Linked DNA regions of Mus musculus: region 1 is linked to region 2. Evidence: chromatin contacts called from public Hi-C data. All regions are on one chromosome and are shown on one strand. Each heading gives the region's core, a stretch centred on a gene start, on an enhancer-like site or on the middle of the called end of the contact. The rest is flanking DNA. Distances are from core to core; before and after follow the strand shown. Region 1 has its middle 34 kb from the start of Gm30041. Region 2 has its middle 25 kb from the start of Gm29862.

The links. A called contact is a pair of places that touch in the nucleus more often than the background predicts.
Region 1: a contact with region 2 is called in a Hi-C map of epidermal suprabasal cells, with 3 times the contacts expected there. The contact joins two enhancer-like sites. A contact is called at or near these places in 1 of 15 datasets of contacts at CTCF or cohesin (the NIH/3T3 cell line), 1 of 484 Hi-C or Micro-C datasets (epidermal suprabasal cells) and 1 of 115 datasets of contacts at active chromatin or transcription factors (embryonic stem cells).

Annotation. Positions count from the first base shown.
Region 1 is chr10:126,058,987-126,061,686 of GRCm38.p6, reverse strand. No RefSeq gene overlaps it. Among named protein-coding and RNA genes, the nearest start is that of Gm30041, 34 kb to the left of the region's middle. Within about 2 kb of position 1,361, at least 2 of the 459 cell types and tissues checked have an H3K27ac peak or open chromatin away from gene starts, as enhancers often do. A contact at or near this core is called in epidermal suprabasal cells, where this site is marked.
Region 2 is chr10:125,797,586-125,800,285 of GRCm38.p6, reverse strand. No RefSeq gene overlaps it. Among named protein-coding and RNA genes, the nearest start is that of Gm29862, 25 kb to the right of the region's middle. Within about 2 kb of position 1,400, at least 18 of the 459 cell types and tissues checked have an H3K27ac peak or open chromatin away from gene starts, as enhancers often do. A contact at or near this core is called in epidermal suprabasal cells, where this site is marked.

The DNA.
Region 1 (2,700 bases), core at 112-2,611, 260 kb before region 2:
AATATGTAACAAGCTATCTTGGAGACTGAACATAAATCAAATGTTCACAAAACTGGGGGATTCGTTTTCATTGGGAGGAATTTTCCATTTGTGGTGTCATTTCAGTACACATAACACACACACACACACACACACACACACACACACACACACAAGTAATTTTGACCACAGTTGGAGTTTTGATTTACAGGCAGGGCATATACAATTTCTCTAGGCCATATACATCCACGGGAGGCTGTCCTTCACCCTTCAAGGGTCTCAACAAGACTTCAACTCCAGAGTGTTACAAACCTCTGTCATGCCATATTTAATTTACTGATAAAACCTCATGAAGGCTAAATATGTCACAGCTTCTGTGGCTATTGGTCATATTTATGCCAGAGGCAAGAGTGTTGGGTCAGTCCCCTGTTCTTGAACAGGTGACAGAGTCTACATGCAGGTCAGGCCCTCACCACCTCCTTTTACACTTTCCCATTCCCAGTCACTATGCACCAGCCCTGGTGGCCTTGGGGTCAGAGACCAGACAACCGGAGCAAGCTGCAGGACATGCACTGCTCCATACAGCTTGAGGAGCTCTTCAGCTTAGCTAAGCTAGAGCTAGTTAACCCTGCCCTGCTTCCCACATGGACACTGCCCCGGAAGCCCATTGTTAACCTTCCCTTGGTCAAACCTCCTGTGCTTTATTTCGGAGCTACAAAAGAAAGAGGCTTGTTGTATCTTCTGTCTACATGGCATGGTTTTGTGTTCCGCCATCACAAGAATCTTCAATTCTTGTAGAACATCCTCACAGCCATTCTGTGAAAGACACTTCGTGGTGTTTGTTATGTGCACAAGAGCACAGCCTCATGCCACATCCGTCTCTTACACTGTTGCTGCGTCAGGTCCCGAGCACAGTATTTCAATGTCAGTGTTTAAGTAATCTATATTACTCACGTTTCAGTAATTGTCCTTGATCCATTAAGTCTTTAAATCCCTAAATAGGGAGAAGGTAAGGAGAAGAAGAAGGATGAAGGGGAGGGGGAGGAGAGGAGAGTTGAGTGGTAGAGGAGAAGAGAGAAGAGTGCTAATTATTTAATATTGAGGTAAGGTGATGTGACCTAGACTATATTTATAATATCAGCCTCACTACAAAATCAATAAGCCTTTACTGACAATTTTAAGAAGGTTGTGTGCATTACTTTAACATTTATCATAAAATACACCTTCCCTTTCCTTTCTATGAAGCAAAGCTGAGACATAAAAGGTGTGTGAAAGGTCTCACTGCAAGAATGAACATGTCAGCCAGTCAGCCAGGCAGGAGTGTACTGGATGCAGCACTTACACACTTGTGGCCCATTAAATATTAAGAAACTTGGAACCGGTTCTGGTGGAAGGTGTACTTAACCCAGAGAGACGAGCAGGCATTGTGAACCATCATCTCCAACCTCTCAACCAGAGCAGTGCACAAGCACACTGCTGCTACCTACCTCAGTGTTCATGTCAACAGAAAATACATAGCAGCTGGAAATTCATTAAACAAGCCAAATAATAGCTGAGGTTCATTCACAGAAAGAAAACATCACACTGCCTTTTGTGCTATAATCCAGTAATGATAATAAAGAGTGATATAGAAGATATAGATCACCACCTTTAAATTGCCCTTGGTAAGGGCGTTCAATGTGATGTCTTTGAAAAGCACACACGAATGGGGGAAATGCAAGGGTACGCAGGCAGATCTGAAAAGTGCTTAAGAGAAAATAAAGGAAGAGTTGTGTTGTCTCTAGGTTCTTAAAATGTGATGTGTTCAGTTTGACATGAGTTACTGTTGTAAACCTTGTTTAAAATAAATTCCTTCTAAAATCAGGAGGGTCTTTGTGTGTTTGTTTCTACCTCTGACATGACCATGAGACCCCTGGAGCTATCAGCCAAGGCAAGGAGGTAGCATACAGCTGTGCTCAGAGCAGGATCAGAGTCTAAGCCACGGCACTGCCAGGACTAGTTGGGTTACCATGGGATGGTCTCATTTTCCTGTGGAGCCAGAGGTCTGTGCTTGCCCTGGCAGGATCACTGTGAGAACAGAGTGACCTCATGGTCCAGGAAAAACAGGCACCAAAAACAAGAACCGTAGCATGGAGGAATTCAGGGGGCCTCCCGGGCTGTGGTGTTAGACTAATTGCTTTCTCTTGTCTGTGTCCCAACTTCTGTCCTGCAGTTTGAAAAGTTACTCCTGCTGTTCTTTCACCTGAATTATTTTAACTCCTAGTCACCAAACTTGCCCCCTTTTTGCCTTTTCTGCATCTTGTGAAATAGAGAAATTCCTGTGATTTTCACTTGTCTAGTACACGTTTACAAATCAATTTTAAATGCCATTATCTCCCCAGTGGTATGTTTGAGGGATGAGAAGTGGAATTGGACTACATGTTACAAAGTAAAAGGGTAAGTGTTAAATATTTAATGTATACAGATTACTAGGTAAAGGAATAACCAAGAAGCACGTGAGCCTTGAGGACTGACACAAAGTAACATACAAGTGTGACTTCTCAGAAATCACCACTCCTCTATGCTTCAGACTCTTTGCTAATGTTTGTATTAGATACTAAGAAACAATAGGAAGAAAAGCTTCAGATAAGTCAGTCTTCTTCAGGAATGCCCTCCACCCACCCCACCCCACCCCACCCCTGATAGGCTCTCCTGCTCATGCAGATGGCACATGCTGGCATC
Region 2 (2,700 bases), core at 151-2,650:
GCAGAAATGTTGCCCTGGGGGTTAGGCACAGGAAGGATAAAGAAGAAAGATAGGATAAGTTAAGAATTGCCTTTAGGGGGCCGGAGAGATGGCTCAGTGGTTAAGAGTGCTGACTGATCTTCCAAAGGACCCAGGTTCAATTCCCAGCACCACATGACAGCTCACAATTGTCTGTAACTCCAGTTCCAGAGGGATGTAAGACCCTCAAACACAGGTGTAAGTAGGCAGAATGTCAATGTGAATAAAATAAAAATATATAAATTATAAAAAAGAACAAGGATTGTTTTTCTGTTTAAAATAAGAATTGCCTTTGGAACAGGCACCTATAGTTGGCTATATCTGAAGGCAATATACTGCTATACTTTTAAGTTTTATAATCCAATAAAAATGCCCCTCCAACTAGTTTGGATCGGTTTTCTTTCCCTAAAACTAATGTTCTTGCTCATGTGGATGTAGAGAAATGATCTCCCTTCCAGCTATCACATTCCCTGGTGGTGCATTTCATCATGCTTTCACAAGGTACGTGTTATAATGAAGCAAAGGAATATTTTTAAAATACATTTAATTGTTTAACTATCAACCTAGGATAAAGATAGGTAGTTCTGGGTTCAGGGCACCTGTTTCAAGGTATCTGGAGGCTCCTGATAACTGAAGAAAAAAAAAACTTTCAATTTAACACACACACACTAAACACACACACTGTTTTTATCCGAATTATTTATATACTTCAAACCACACAGAATGATCCCTCAAAAATCACCCATTCATTGAGTACTCCGTAAAGAACACAAGCTCCCTTCAAATCTCCCTGTGTCAGATGTCTACTAAATGCTTCGTTCTTTATCTCATAATTTCATCGGTAGGGCTGTGACGTAAAAAATACCAACGCCTCCAGCTCACATACCCCGAAATGGAGATTTAAAGCATTTAAAACTATTAGAGCATTTATCCAAAGCCTCACACCTAGTAAGCAATGACCATCATTGGGCTCTAACTGCACTTTTTAAATCGCTCTGTTAGGCTGTTCCTCCCAGATCTAATTAGTTGTAATGAAATAAAACAAAACAAAAAACAAAACAGAGAGATTGTCTGCTCAACAACAGGTAGAGAGTTGAGATGAGATCGTGGCCTGTCAGAGGCCGGAGCCCTAGTTTGTATAAAATACAAGGTGGGTGGCGGGGATACTCAAATGTGAAGGGAGCCCATGCCCAGGGCATACAGCTAAGACGTGCATTCCTTCTTCCAAAGTGGTAAACTCTCTCCTTTTACTGTTGTTCGCCTCATTTCATGTAAATGCTGTGTGCAGCACGAACCCAGTTTCACAGCTCAAACCTGTTTGGCTGCTAACATCCTCCCCCAGCGCCAGTCAGAAAGTAAGAGCCCGTGCCAGCAGTGGCAGCAGCGGCGGCGGCGGTAGCAGCAGCAGCAGCAGCAGCAGCAGCAGGGCCGTGCGGGCCTCAGCCAGTCAGGTGGCGCTGCTGAAATGCAACAGTACATTTAGTATTTCCTGTTGAGCCTTTTTGAAAACTTCTCAGCTCATTTGTATGTGACTGACTTGTGTCTCCATAATGTCTTGAACCATACTTTTGGGGGGGCGGGGGGGGGGTCGTTTCATAAACACTGCTCCAGCTCTGCAGGGAATCCACTGTGTCTGTATAGCTATGCTGATGTGGAAACTGGCATTTGGTAATTTTTTAGTGCAAAATATATCATCTATTACTTACTAGCTTACAAAAAAAGAAAGAAAGAAAGAAAGAAAGAAAGAAAGGAAGGAAGGAAGGAAGAAAGGAAGAAAAGAAAAGGAAAGAAAAAGAATTTTCCAAGTGATGTAAAAGATGAAGGGTAGGTCTGGCACAAATTTCACTCTTTTCTTGAGGTGGCTAGGAATATTCACTGATGAGATAAAGCTGTAACAGCCTTCCTTCCACATGTGTGTGGGTCTTTGTAAGAGTGACTGGGAGCTCTATTTAGCATTGTACACTTGGTATTTCTGTTGACATCTGTCCATAGCACAAGCAGAATTGAGACAGCATCACTTGGCTCCAAGGAAGAGTTCCTCATAGACACACCTCAGAGTTATACAAGTGTTGGGGGAAGCTTGCCGGTGACTGTACAGTAGCCTCTTTTAAAGATGTCAACAGAAGTGTTGATCCAATGGTGCTGAAGCTTTCCTGCCTTGCTTATTTCCTTTTTTTTCTTAGAGATTTATGTATTTTTATGTATATGACTGCCCTATCTTTATGTAATGCCTACGTGCCAGAAGAGGCATCAGATTCCATTACAGATGGTTGTGAGCCACCATGTGGTTGCTGGGAATTGAACTCCAGTCCTCTGGAATAGCAGTCAGTGCTCTTAACCGCTGAGCCATCTCTCCAGAGCTGCTCAGTTATTTAAAAGTTCAGATTTATATATCTGTTTCTCAAACTTCCATACTATATGAAATTAGGAGGGGGAAACTTGGTCTTTTTACTTAGCGGTTATATGTACATCCTGGGTCCTCACACGCCATGGTTTTTAACCACTGATGTTTCCTCAGAGGTTTCTACAGGTCAGATGGATAACGCCTCTCTCTCTGACCAGCATTCAGTACATTTGATGTTTGCTTTGTTCCCTCCCGTTGTCCTTTACTAGAATATAATTGCTGTAAGGGCGGAAGCACCCGTCATCACCCCTGGGCTCAGCTCAATTCTCAGTGAACAG